Linked DNA regions of Sus scrofa: region 1 is linked to region 2. The links are chromatin contacts, called in public promoter capture Hi-C maps. All regions are on one chromosome and are shown on one strand. The core of a region is the stretch at or near the end of the contact, and the rest is flanking DNA. Distances in the headings are between cores, read along the strand shown. Region 1 has its middle 49 kb from the start of SMG1. Region 2 holds the start of COQ7 (5-demethoxyubiquinone hydroxylase, mitochondrial).

What was found. Promoter capture Hi-C pulls out the DNA fragments that hold promoters and counts their contacts.
Region 1: a contact with region 2 is called in a promoter capture Hi-C map of liver, with 5 times the contacts expected there. A contact is called at or near these places in 2 of 5 promoter capture datasets (fetal skeletal muscle and liver), 5 of 47 Hi-C or Micro-C datasets (blood, epiblast stem cells, liver and 1 more) and 1 of 2 datasets of targeted methods (alveolar macrophages).

The regions. Positions count from the first base shown.
Region 1 is chr3:26,603,051-26,606,804 of Sscrofa11.1, forward strand. No RefSeq gene overlaps it. Among named protein-coding and RNA genes, the nearest start is that of SMG1, 49 kb to the right of the region's middle.
Region 2 is chr3:26,364,073-26,367,865 of Sscrofa11.1, forward strand. It overlaps COQ7 (5-demethoxyubiquinone hydroxylase, mitochondrial), which reads left to right and starts at 1,934. Exons shown (of 6, transcript XM_021086541.1): 1 at 1,934-2,071. The coding sequence starts at 1,999.

The DNA of each region.
Region 1 (3,754 bases), core at 456-2,955, 240 kb after region 2:
CTGCTGGATAGTTGGGAGATCCTCATCATCACGTCCCGTTGCAGGGGGTAGGTCATTTCTCCATCATACACCATTAAATATGCAAAATGTGCTGGACACAGTCTTATGTCCATAGGCTCAGGGTCTTGCAGAGGAGACAGGTATTCATCCACATATAATTAATATATGATCACAAGCGTAATAAATTCAATACGGACAAGTGATTTCTCAGTCTACCTACTGGTTAAATCCCTTGTGCAAATCTTACTAGAATAACCTTTACAAAGAACTCACTCCCAGGAGTTCCTGTTGTGGCACAGCAGAAATGAATCCGGCTAAGAACCAAGAGGTTGTTCAATCCCTGGCCTCACTCAGTGGGTTAAGGATCTGGCATTGTTGTGAGTTGTGTGTAGGTCGCAGATGCAGCTCACATCCTAATTTTTACCTAAAAGTAAAAATCTGAGTCAGATGTCAGATGGAACTCATCAGGCAACTGCAGCTCCAATTGGACCCCTAGCCTGGGAACCTCCATATGCCGTGGGTGTGGCCCTAAAAAGAAGTCATTCCCAGAGATTTGAGTCCACAGGCCTGGGGCAGAGCCCAGAGAATCTGCATTTTCTAACAACCAATATGATTTTTAATGGATACCCTAGACTGATTTTGGAAGGATTAGGTATAAGGGGAACTTAGAAAATTGTAAGTCAATTATACAATAAAACTACAAAAAAAAAAAAAAAAAAAAAAGGAGGGAGTGCCTGTGGTTGCTTAGTGGGTTAAGGACCTGACATTGTTTCTGTGAGATGCACGTTGGATCCCAGGTCTCGTTAGGTGAGTTAAGGATCCAGAGTTGCTGCAAGCTCAGTGTAGGTGACGGACAGACTTGGCTCAGATCCAGCATATCTGTGGTTGCAGTGTAGGCCTGCAGCTGCAGTTCCAATTTGACCCCTAGCCTGGGAACTTCCATATGCCTCAGGTATGGTGCTAAAATGAAAAATAAAAACCTAAAAGTAAAAATCTGAGTTAAACAAAGATGTCAGATGAAACTCATCAGGTATGGAAGGTGGTTATAATTGGAGAAAGTTGTGGAGTATTTTGAAGAGACAGAAGTAAAACAGTACAAAGTACAAAGCACAGAATGAAGTTTTATGCGGGGGATGAGAAGGAACAGAAAAAGCAAGAGAAAAATTAGATTTTCAAAAACAGTCCCTCACTGCTTGAAAACCACAGCAGATTACTCAACCCCTAATGCCATAAATCACTGCATCATATAGACTTCAAGGACCCTTCGGAATTCCCTAGTAGCCAAGCTGTTAAGGATTCAGCGCTGCCACGGCTGCGGTGTGGGTTCCATCTCTGGCCCAGGAACTTCGGCATGCTGTGAGTGCAGTCAGGAAAAAACGGGGGTGGGCGAAGGATGGAAAGAGTATCCATAATTTCCGCACCTGCTGAAACACAGGGCAATAACGGGATATGAGCTCCAGGATATACACTCTGGAAATTTCTCTACCCTATTATACGCTAAAGTCTAGCAAGTTCCCCAAGACTGTACTAGACTGCAAGCTCCAGCAGGACAGGGACCCACCTGACACTTTCTCTAACAGTCTGCCACACCGTGGGTGCTCCTAGAAAAGACCCATTGGTGTTCAGGTTGTACCACCATCCTCCCTGTGGCAGGGGCAGGCACATCTGAGCAAGTGGCAAGTCTGAGCCAATCCAGCTGTAGTTTGACTTTCTGACCCACTGATTGGGCCAAGGTGTTGTCATGTGACTCAAAACGAACCAATCACAGACCTCCCCTAGCCTTGCGGAAACTGGAGCTACTTTGAGAGGGCTTGCCCAGCAATGCTTGCTTCCAGCAACTCATGAAATTACAAAAATAAATCCATTTTGAATGTCCCCATTTGAGAATAATTATTTGCTAAGCACTTATTATACACTGGGCATTATGCTGTATATCTCTCGATAACATTGCAAGATAGATACATTTTTTGGTCCCCACTTTAAAAAAAAAAAAATTAAGATTTACCAGAAGTTAAGCAATTTTCCCAGGGTCAAATAGCCAGTAAGTGCCCAAATTTGGAATCAAGTTTAGATGTTTTTCACTCCAAAGTTCAAACTCTTAATTAATGGCTAACCTGATTCTCATCTATGCTGCTCTAAACAAACTCCCAGTTCATTATGATTTCTTAGAAAACACCATTTTTAAAAATGGCTACATATTTTTTATCTTATGGATGTGGTATGCTTTAAGTAATCCCCAATGGTTGACTATTTAGAAATATTCTCAATATATGCCATTATAAATGACATTTCATTCTAAATCTAAATCAACAAATTATGGCCTTATGGGCCAAATCCAGCCCTCAGCCTATTTTGTAAATAAAATTCTATTGTTACACCCATTCTTTTCCTTCTTATCCACCACTGCTATCCTAGCAGAGCTGAGTAGTTGCAAGAGAGATTATATGTCCCCAAAGCATCAAATAATTATGATCTGGCTTTTTACAGAAAAGATTTGTCAATCTCGGAGTTCCTGTCCTGGCTCAGCAGTTAGAGGACACGGGTTTGATCCCTGGCCTCGATCAGTGGGTTAAGGATCCAGCATTGCAATGAGCTGTGGTGTGGGTCTCAGACAAGGCTCAGATCTGGCATTGCTATGGCTCTGATGTAGGCCAGCGGCTGCTATAGCCCAGGGATCTCCATATGCCTCGGGTGTGGCCTAAAAAGACAAAAATACCAAAAAAAAAGAAAAGAAAAGATTTGTCAATCTCTATTGTAAATATTTGTCTAGACTGTTGATAATATCCTTGGGATTGACACATAGAAAGTCAAGCCAAATTGTTTACCAGAAAAATGTGGCAGGGGTTTGGTTTTGTCAGCACCCGCAGCATATGGGAGTTCCCAGGCCAAGGACTGCAGCTGCAACCTATGCCACAGCTCTGGCAACACCATATCCAAAACCCACTGCACCACAGTGGGAACCCCCAGAAAACTGGGTTTTTGAATAACATTGCCACCAGGAGCTTGTTTGAAGTGTCCATTTTTCATACCTTCCACTTTTGCAGGCCATGCAAAAACAGATGTCAAGATATTCCACCGGTTCTAGGTACTGGAGAAACAGCAGTGACCAGAAGGCACGAGCTGCTGCCCTCATGGAGCCTGTAACCTACTAAAGGTGTGAGGAGATACAATAAATTCCTTGACAAGTAGATATATCAATATACATACAAATGGTGATCGGTCCTGTGACTAACGCTAAAGTGGTTAAGCGGGTGGTGACTATGAGCAGGGTGAGTGGGTGCTGGTTGGCACAGCCTGGCCCTGATCAGATGACATTTGAGCAGAGACCTTAACGGAACAACATTCCAGGTGGAGGAAAAAGCGAATGCAATGAACGTGGTCTTTTCAGAATTCATGGGGAAAATGGTTATCTTAACATCCACAGTAGAGTCAGGCGGTGGCATAGATAATTTCACAGAACCTGTAGGTCCGAAGTCATAGCTATTTGCCTTTGATGTCCCTTGTCCATATGTGATGGTAGCAGCTGATTTGCTTTGAAATTAGGTTGTTCTAAAGTTATCACTAAAATTAGTTTTCATTTCCTAAGTAAACAGCAGCTGGCAGTACATTTGGGGGTGGAGACCAGTGAGCTGGGGAGAAGAGAAGAATCATCAGAAGTTTTGTATTTGCCAAGGGAGGAGCGGCACGTATCGGGGGGCTGAGGGGGTGTAGGTGTTCCAGACCCCACGGGCCAAGTGTCTGCTTAATCAGTAAG
Region 2 (3,793 bases), core at 684-3,183:
TTTTTCCATTTTTTTTTCTTTTAGAGACCTGAAATGGGATTATATAGCCAAGGTTTAGAATATTTTAAGGCTTTTGAGAGCCAGATTTACACTCAGGAGCTGTACATGAGAATGTTATATCATCCTCACCTTCACCAGATATTTGGGTTTAAAAACTTATATAGGAGTTCCCGTAGTGGCTCAATAGTAACCAATCTGACTACCATCCTTGAGGATGCAGGTTTGATCCCTGGACTCGCTCAGTGGATTAAGGGTCTGGCCTTGCCTCGAGCTGTGGTGTTGGCCGCAGTCGTGGCTTGGATCCCGAGTTGCTGTGGCTGTGGTGTAGGGTGGCAACTATAGCTCCAATTTGACCCCCCACCTGGGAACTTCCATATGCCAAGGGTGTGGCCCTAGAGAGACAAATAAAATAATAAAAAGTTATATAAGAGTTGATCATAAACTATTAAATTCCTGCACTGTATTAAAGTAATTTGAAAACAATTAGCAACTTCAATTACTTTACAATGGCAGTGTATGTTAAATGTGGGGATTTTTTGGCCCCACCCATGCCCAAGGCATGCAGAAATTCCTGAGCTAGGGATGGCATCCACACTACAGCAGTCGGCAGTGACAACATGGATCCTTGAACCACTAAGCCACTTGGGAACGCCTTAAATGTTTTGCAATAACTTGGATAAAAGATACATATAATCCAAAGGTGTAAAGTAGAACATGAAAGCCCCCTTCTCACCTCCAACCCTCTGAAGTTACCATTACTGGACATTTTGTTATACATCCTTCCAGATGTGCATCTTTGATTTTTTTTGGCCCTCATACAGATTACACATTCAAAAAATTATTTCTGTTCAATAGAGTTGTAGAAGGAGGATTGCTATATCAATGGATATGCATTTATTAAAATGTCCACCAAAATTTTTTCTTAGTTTATTTTCTTAGAGCAGTTTTAGGTTCACAGCAAAAGTGAGGAAAGTAGATTTCCTATATACCCTCTGCTGCCACATTCCCCCAGAGTGCTACGGTTTGTTACAATTGATGAGTCTACATTAACAGACCGGATATAGTTTTGATTTCAGTTCCAGAGCAGGAGTTGAATCCTGGGCCGCAGTGGTGAGAGCCAGGAGTCCCAACAACTAGACCACCAGGGAACTGGTGAATAACTTTTAGAAGTGTGAAATACGTGGAGTTCTTGCTGTGGCTCAACGGTATTGATATCTGCAGTGCCAGGACTCAGGTTCAATCCCCAGCCTGGCATAGTGGGTTAAAGGACCTGGCATTACCACAGCTGCAACAAAGGTCGCCACTGCCACCCGGATCTGATCGCTGGCCCGGGAGCGCTAATATACTGTGTGGCGGCCAAAAGAAAAAAAAAAAAATTATGAAATACGTTGCTAAATCTCACCTCCCCAGCCCTCTCGTCAAGAAACCAATTTGCATCAATACGTTCACACTAACAGTAAAGTGGATATAATAATATTAATAATGTTCTTTGTAGAAAATTTAAAAAATAGAGAAAAGGGCTAAGAAGAAATTTAAAATCGTCTGTCAACCCCCAAAATACCTGGAGATACCATGCAGTGAACTGAATTCCAGAATGTAATTTCTGGAAGTGGATAAAGGCTACAAATAGAGAAAAGTCTCCTATGCTGGTAAAGCATAAAATATGATGGCTATGCCAGTAAATAATTCCCTCACGGTCCTCTTTCCCAGGAACGGAGGTTAGGTAGTAATCCTGTCGCTATCTTCTAAAGAACAATTTAGCGTTCTCATCTCCATGGCAACCCTTCACCGGGCTCCTGAGTGATTGATAATGGTCAGATCCAATAGGATCTTTCCATTTGACACTCCCAACCAATCGAGTGGAAGCTGGGCGCTTAGGGGCGTTTCCACCTACGCAGAGGCGGGCTGCATCTGCCTTACGCCAGCTGTACGTCATCAGTCAGTGCCGAGGGCAAGTTGGGCTCACTATTCAAGGAGTGGGTACCCTGTTGCGGGGCCATGAGCTACGCCGGGGCAGTGGCGGCTCGCTGCTTGTGGCTTCCGCGCACGGGGGCCCCGCGGCCCCTTTCAGGTAAAGTGTGAGAGCGATGGCTGCCCCGCGCTGGGCTGGCGAGCAATGAACTTTTCTCCTGAGGTTTGGGTCGGAGAGGTCACGGCGTAGACGTTTATACGTCACGGGACTGCGACCGAGCGCGAGCGGAAAAGCAGGGCTAGGCTTGTAATGTGTCGCCGGCCCGCTGGGCGGGAAGAGAGTGGTTTTCTGATGTGACGCTCTGTGGTGCCGGTTCCGGGTTAGCGGGTTGGGGGAATGACCTAATTGCACACCTGTTCTCTGACGTCACTGCAGGTGTGGTCGGCGTTCCAGGCTGAGCAAAGTTGGCGACCTTGAAAATTTAGCGTCCCATGGGTGGGTGTATTCCCATAATCCGCAGCGTCGGCTTCTTCCCAGCTCCCCAAGGGAGCTTGGTAGAAATGCGGTTTCTCAGGTCCCTCGCCTGACCTACTGAGTCGCCATGTCTGTATTTTAACTAGCCCTTCGAATGCTTCGTATGCATTTGCATATTTTGAGAAGCACGAAATTGGTGGAGCATCGAGAGAGACTTGGGCTTGGATCCTGGCTCCTCTCCTCATTTCGTCCCAGCGGCCTCAAAATTGTGAGGTCGTTTTCTGGAAGTTAAGTCATTCGTCTACCACCTTCAGGATGGTTGCATTATCGCAGTACCACTTGTATTTTTTATCACTTTTTAAAAAATTAAACCGTGTTCTGTTTTTAAATTAAATGATTTCACGGAAACCCTATCTTTACGGTAAGCGGAGAACCAGGATCGCACGTCCCAAGTAAAGTACTTGTAAAAAAAATAAATACGCTGAACACAAGTTGTTGTATTAGATACTGCTGCCTACCAAGGCTTGAACCTGTCTTTCTGGTAAGAATGGGAGGTTAACAAGCGTTAGGAAGTGTTCAAGTTATGTCACCTTTACAGCCTCGTTGATGAAAGCAAAAGGATTGGAAGAGAATAACTAAATAACATGAGTGTTATTTAATGCATGTGCATAGCCACTTAAGATCGTCCCATAAACCATTTGAAGTCACACATCGTTGATATGTGTTTCACATTTTGGGAAAACACGAATATAAAATGATGCATTTGAGAGCTTCTAGCAGTGAGCCTCAGTTTTATTTTTAAGTGTGTGAGTGCAGGCAAAACCCAGAGGATTGTTGAACATGAATTTTAATGCTCTGTTGTTGAGCCAATGACAGAATTCTTCTTCTTTTTTTCCATTTTTAAAAGTATTGATTTATAATGTTGTGATTCTTTTTCATTTATAAAGCTACTTTGCTTCCTGTATCTCATTTTGTCTCCATGATAACTCAGTAAGAAAGGTTTTATTATTGTGTTTTCCCTTAAAAAGAAAATAACCTGATTGGTCCTAATTTTATATGTAAGAAATGGCAATTCCAAATTGTCTAAGGTCTGTGTTAGAGATAGGATATGTATTTTCTGTTTTTTTTAATTTGAAATTTTTAAAATTGGAAGTTTAGTTGGTTTACAGCGTTGTGTTAGTTTCCGGTGTACAGCAAAGCGATTCAATTTGCTGTATATCTGAAATTAACACAACGCTGTAAACCAACTATATCTTATACACGTATCTATATTTCAGATTCTTTTCCCTTATAGGTTATTACAAAATATTGAATATAGTTCCCTGTGCTATACAGTAGGTTATCATTGGTTATCTGTCTTATATATACTAGAGTGTATATGTTAATCCCAAACTCCCAATTTATCCC